2 separate regions of the Sus scrofa genome follow, and region 1 is linked to region 2. The links are chromatin contacts, called in public Hi-C maps. All regions are on one chromosome and are shown on one strand. The core of a region is the stretch at or near the end of the contact, and the rest is flanking DNA. Distances in the headings are between cores, read along the strand shown. Region 1 holds the start of UST (uronyl 2-sulfotransferase). Region 2 overlaps UST (uronyl 2-sulfotransferase).

What was found. A called contact is a pair of places that touch in the nucleus more often than the background predicts.
Region 1: a Hi-C map of embryonic fibroblasts shows a contact between it and region 2, with 6 times the contacts expected there. The contact joins the promoter of UST here to the enhancer-like site in region 2. A contact is called at or near these places in 18 of 47 Hi-C or Micro-C datasets (alveolar macrophages, brain, embryonic fibroblasts and 11 more) and 2 of 2 datasets of contacts at active chromatin or transcription factors (alveolar macrophages and skeletal muscle).

Annotation. Positions count from the first base shown.
Region 1 is chr1:17,136,327-17,139,571 of Sscrofa11.1, reverse strand. UST (uronyl 2-sulfotransferase) reads left to right here and starts at 1,484. Exons shown (of 8, transcript XM_021086995.1): 1 at 1,484-1,970. The coding sequence starts at 1,715.
Region 2 is chr1:16,957,365-16,960,485 of Sscrofa11.1, reverse strand. The region is part of intron 3 of UST (uronyl 2-sulfotransferase); the gene reads left to right. Among named protein-coding and RNA genes, the nearest start is that of UST, 180 kb to the left of the region's middle. Within about 2 kb of position 1,740, at least 7 of the 83 cell types and tissues checked have an H3K27ac peak or open chromatin away from gene starts, as enhancers often do. A contact at or near this core is called in embryonic fibroblasts, where this site is marked.

The DNA.
Region 1 (3,245 bases), core at 235-2,734, 180 kb before region 2:
GATCTCAGGATCCTATTCCCTAATTTTTCATAGCAACTTCCTCAAATACCCAACTTGAAGGTTTTCAGGATAACAGTCTTAGACTTGTAGAGGTCCCTGGCTCCTGAGTCTTCCTTTAATCCGGTTGTCAGACTGTACAAAGTGAATAGGAATTGGGAGATAGAGAAGATGGAAACCCAATCTGTCCATTTCTGTTTCACCAGGAGGCCTGGGCTAAATGAGTTATATCCCATCCTCCAATCACCATGCAAATTATGAGGAAAAGCGCTCTGGCTGGAGATAGTATTGTTGGCTTGAGGGTCAAACCGATTTGAGTGTGGCTCTCCACCCAGCTCCTGCTGGCTGCATGACTTTGGCAAGTCACTTAAGCCTCCGGTAGCACAGCTTCTATATCTAGCAATAAATTACTCTCACTGCAGGTGGGCTGATGACGGCAGCCCTTTCGTGCATCACCCACCCCCGCCAGCAGACCTGTGATGCAGCTTTTCTGTCAGGAAGCTGCTCTTTCAGATCCAGAAGTTTCCCTTCGAAGGCAGGGAGGCAGCGATGAAATGAGTGTGTAAGGTCTCCCTCCCCTTCGGGTCTGTGAGAGGAAGGACTTCCTTGAGTCCGCTCTGAAACAGCCCCCCACCCCGCCTTGCACCTCTGGTCGCTGCGTGGATGAGCAGCTGTGGAGCGAGGCCGAGCGAGAAGCGAGCGTCTTCTGCTGTTTCTCTTCCAGGAGTTGGGACGATGAGCCGGGCCCTATGGGGCATGTTGAGTCTAATTTACACCACTTGCTCTTTTACCATCTTAGCAACGTCTTGGACCCCAGTACCTTTTTTTTTTAATCGGCCTTTAGTAAGCAGTTAAGGGATACAGAGGGCGAATCAAGTTTCTGAAATGGAAAAAAAAAAACCCCAAAACAAAACCCCGCAAACCCCAAACCACACAACAAAACAACCCCAACCATATCGTACTAAAAGAAGTCGTGCTTCTTCCTGCCGGTGACTGTTTACGAGAGGGAAGTCAGCGGGGCCCCCAAGAGGTCGCTGGTGGCGCAGGAACTGAGGCCAGATTGTGGAGAAAAGGGGAAGCAAAAAAACACCCTGAAACTTTCTTCCTTGTAGCGAATAATCGCCGCCCCCGCGCCCCCCTCCAGGCAGAGGCAGTAACGTGACACCCGACCGAACCTCGGAGACCCGAGCGGAGAGAGGGAGGGGAGAGGGAGGAGAGAGCCGCGGAGAGCCGGAGGGAGAAAGGGGAGGAGAAGGAGGAAAACCCCTGTCAAGGAGGTGGAGCGAGGGGGTGGTGTCCGCCTCCCGTTCCTCCCTGCCGTTTTTTAGAGGAGCCTGAACCGGGACAAAACACGCCGAGACCGACAGACACAAAGCCGGGGGGTCCACGCTGGCGCTGGAGGCGAGCCCCGGCGGCCGCGAGCGAGCCCGAGGCGCGGCGGGGCGCGGGGCGCGGGGGCGCTAGCGGGCGCGGGCCGGGCGCGGGCAGCGCCGCCGAGCCGGGGCCGGGCACCTCGGCCGCTCGGGCCGCGGCGGCGGGGACCATGCCGAGGAAAGTCTCCTGAGCCCGGCAACTTCGGCCCCTCCCCGCCCCCACCCGGGCTGCCCTCGGCGCGGCCCTGCCCATGTGCAGCCGGCCGGCCGGGCTCTCCTCCTCGCAGGCGGATGGGTGACCTTTTCCTGGCACGGGCAGGCTGTGCGAGGCGGCGGAGCAGGCGATGAAGAAGAAGCAGCAGCAGCAGCATCCCGGCGGCGGCGGCGCGGATCCCTGGCCCCATGGGGCCCCTCTGGGGGGCGCCCCGCCCGGCCTGGGCAGCTGGAAGCGCTGGGTCTCCCTGCTGCCTTTCCTGCGCTTCTCCCTCCGGGACTACGGTTTCTGCATGGCCACCCTGCTGGTCTTCTGCCTGGGCTCCCTCTTCTATCAGCTCGGCGGGGGACCCCCGCGCTTCCTGCTCGACCTGCGGCAGTATTTGGGTAAGGAGGGGAGGCGGGCGCGAGGGCGGCGCCGGCGGCGCGAAGTTGTGCGGGGGGTGGGGAGGGCAGTGGGGGCTCGCGGGGCGCTTGGAGCTGCCTCTGCCGCCGCCTGCCCGGGGCTCCCCAGGTGGGACGCCCGCGAGCATTCGTGCGGCGGCCCCGAGCGCCTACTGCCTCCTGCGTGTCCGTCTGTCTGCGCCGAGGCTGGGGCGCCGCGGGCTTGATGTGCCGGGCAGGTACCCCGGGGCGGGGCGCTGCATACCTTCCCCCGCTTCCGCCACGGTCCGGGACGGAGTGCAGGCGTGTGAGTTTGTGGGTGTGTATGAGTGTGTGTATATTCAGGCCTGGCGGAGAGGGGTTAGGGACATCTCTTCCCTGTCATTGTTTAGTGACCACAGCCCCATCCCGGCCAGCAGTCGGTCGGGTCGAGCGGGTGGGATTAGCTCCTCCCTACGGTCGGTTCTGCGAATTCTGCCCCACCTGATCCCCTGCCCGCTGGCTTGGGTGGCCCAGGGGCCGGTTTCAGCTCCCTGAGCTGGCTTGTGCTTGGCCAGTCCCTGCCCGCCGTGCTCCCCGCAGAGAGTGAGACGCGGAGACCGGGGGACCGGGGTGTGGGTCGGCCTGGCCAGCAGTGTCTCCTGCTTCGGCCGAACGATCCTCAGCGCTGTGTCTCAAGTCTAAACTTTTTGGGGGGTTGTGCTCGGTTTATTAGGAGCGAGGCCGCCTCTTTTTGGCAGAGGTAAGGAAGGGGTTGTGAGAAGAGAGAAAAGAGCGGCTCCGAGAAAGGGTGTGACCCGCAGCTCGGTGGTCCTGGCGCGGGGAGAGCGGTGCCAAGGCGCGGCGAGTGTCCTCCGCGTCCCCGGTGCGGTGCTGGCTCCCGCGCCCTGGCTAAGGGAGCCTGCACATCTCCCGAGTCTGTTGACGGAAGATTCTTGCGGGGGCGGGGAGAAGAGGCTGGGAGGGCTCCAGCTAACCGCAGATGGCCAAGGGGGATAAACCTGAGCCCTGGCAAACTTCTGGCATCTGCGTGACTGCAGCGAATGCGCAGAGGGAAGCCCCCGGAGCATTGGAACCTGAATGGGCCAAACGACTCGACTCCCGGGGCTGGAGGCTGCCACCCTCATCCCCAAAGTCCTTTGGTCGCAGAAGCGACAGGTCTAGGTAGCAGATCGTTTTCAAAGGAAGAAAACCACTTCAGCAAGGTGACAGGTGTGTTAGAGCATTTTGAAATTACACGCAGATAAAATAATGCTCTTTTCCTTGTAGAGAAGCTCA
Region 2 (3,121 bases), core at 491-2,990:
TGTGGTATGAATAGCTCCTCTTCTTGGTAATTTATTAAAGGAAAAGTGGAGAAGTGATGTAGATGAGTTAAAATTTAAAAGTTGGTGGTTCTCGGCGTGAAACAGTAGAACTCTGAAAACGCGTTGCCATGGAAACATTGTTCTCTGGAGTTAAGACACTTGCGCTTCGGGTGCAGTACGAATTAAACGGGCTCTTGCGGGCTGGCCCGGGACTCTGCACCATGCAGACCGTTTCTTTTATGAAAAAAATGTGTTCCAAGTTCCAAACTACTGGCTTACAAATGAGCTTCGGAAAAGTATCTGCTTATAAGACTGGAATTATCTGCACCATTTCATTCATACACAACGGCACCTCTCTGGGCCAGGGTCAGATCCACCCGTACATTTCTCCCTGGGGGAGGGTAGCTGTCATCACACACACACACACACACACACACACACACACACGGTCCTAGATTTTAAAAATCTATTTGATGGAATAAGACGCTGAAGCGATTATTAGTAAGAGTGTGAAGACAGCACATGCTAGGATGTCTATAGAAATCCCATCACATTTTCCCTGTGAGAAATAGAAATGCCTTTGATGCTCATATTTTAGAAAGCTCTACCTCAGCAAAAGCGCAGGGGTGGCTGCTGCTGGCCAAATGTTGGACCTTTGCAGGGCATACCATGCCCACCCATGGTGATATTTTTTCATTTGTGCTCTAAAACCATATCTCAATTTCTTGGGCTAGTTTAGGTAATCTCTTGGAAAACAGGGATTGTATACAATCTGAAAGATAAGGAACTGTTTTCCAGAAGACATGGGTGTGATTTCCAAAAGACTCATGACCATCTTTGTTAATGGCCTGCCTCTATCTTTCAGAACATTGTTCTGAGGACAAAAAAAAAAAAAAAAAAAAAAAAAAAAAAAAATCAAAGGGTCATAGGCATAGCGCAGATAGAAGAATTCAAAATTATTTCATTCTTGTTGGAGAAAGGCACGAATTGTTGACGAGTGGGCCTAAAGGATTGAGAAAGCAAGTACATTTCCTATTTTTATTTATACTGAAGCTTTTGAGAACTACAAATTGGAAACAGCATCTCCTCTGTGCTAATTGTTTTACTTCATTATTCAACTCTTTTGGACCTAAAACTGTACCGGTGAGTGGGTATGATTTCTTGCTTTATGGATGAGAAAACTAAGACAACCAGATGAGGTCATTTTTCCAAATATAACAAAATGACTGTCTGTGACACCCGAACTTGAATTTAGGCCTCCCAAATCCAAGAGCCATTCTCCTAACGCAGTGGTCGTCTGGCTACACAGCAGAATCTCCAGCAGAGACTTTTGAAACATATGGTTGCAGTGGCCCTTCTCCTGGTGATTTTGGACCAGAATCCAGAAAACCTTTTTTTTTTTTTTTTTTTAGATCAAGTGCCACGGCAGTTACAGATATGGTTAAGAATCCCTGTCAAAACCATCATATCAGTGTTTCCCTAAATGTGCTCCTGAGGAAAAAAAAGAAAGAAAATACCATGATTCAAGAAATTTGGGAAATGCTGACCCCCCCCCCGCCGTCTCCCTCTGAGAGAATCACAATAATTATTCACACTTTAAAGACTCTGAGAGAATCACAATAATTATTCACACTTTAAAGACTCTGAGAAATAATCTGATTAACTGGCTTCCACCTAGAGATTCCAAGTCTTAGTTGGCCAGGGGACTCTTGCTGAGTGTTTGTGGCTCTCAGCTGCATCCCACAGAGCTCTGAGTCACGGCTTGAGAGCTGGGGGCCTAGCCTGTACGCCTCCATCAGCCGTGGCAGTAAAGGCTGCTCTTTCACTATAAATTCCACATCTGCTCTGACTCTATTCCACAGCTATTCAAATAATTAAAATCTTGAAAAGTATTCACAGGGTGGAGGATGCAGAGCCTCTATGTGTCTGTGCTCTAGACTGCTTTAGCCTCCTGGGTAGAAACCGAATTTCTTTACAGTATTTTGACCTCCCTTCCCCACTGCTTTCACTCACTGCAAAGTCCAAGTCTGACTGTGATTATAAAGCACTGTGGCTCTAGAAGAGAAAACTCACCTAAAGAAACTGTGTTAGATTTGGAAATGGTCTTGGGACCCTGGGAATTCCTCCCAGGCTTCCCTACGGCAGGGCCAACTAGCCTCTGTTTAAAGGGAAAGGTTCATTCATTCATTCTTGAGGCAGGTCTCACCATTTACGTGTTCAGGTTGATGACTTTTCATTGGGGACCTACTCTTTCTATTTCTATGCATTGAGCACCAGACGGCACACTGAATGTTTATGCATCTTATCCGAATCCTTTAAACAACATTATTAGGAAAATATTAACAGTCCCTTTATAGGAAAAACAAAACCAAAAAACAAGTGTTCAAGAATAATGTGGGAGAATAAGAATTGAAGTGAACTGGGCTCAAATCCCAGAGAATCTTGAATATTAGGCTAAGGAGATAGAACATTATTTATGGGCACTGGGAAGTCAATTAAAAAAATAGTACTTAACCATCATCAGCGTCAGAATCTTCTTGGGAGCTTTTTCACAACACGTCATTCTAGGTCCTCCTGCAGAATACTGAGTTATACTCTTAATGGTGGAGCCCAGGTATTCTCATCTTGACGGGGGCGGAGGTGGGGGACTCCCCAGGAGATGCCCAGGCACAGTTCTAGTGAAGAATGATTGCATAAAGGACTCTAATTATTAGAAAGATTTCCTTTTATCAAAGAGAATCCTCCACTTAGCAAGGAAAATTCCTCTTTCACCTGAGAATCCCTCAAACCTCTGCATACATCACATTTCCCCTGAAGTCTTACCGAGGAGTGTCTGTCCCAGGAGTTTATGCCAGAAGCCTTAGTCCTGCTTAAGATGTTTTGGAAAAGTCTCCTAGAATGACCCTCAGAGGTTCCCGACCTTAGAGTAGGAGGGATGTGTCCACAGGCATCAGAGCTGCTCCAGCCAGACTTTGGAACAAACCAAAAAGATTAGCCAAGTCCATCTCCCAGCCACAGGAAAAATGTTCACTCAGTTCTGCAAACAAGGTCTTATCTTGGAGTCCTATAGCTAAAGGCAGAGTCTGCTAAAGAAAACTCAGTGGAAAGAAAAGGAGGGGGA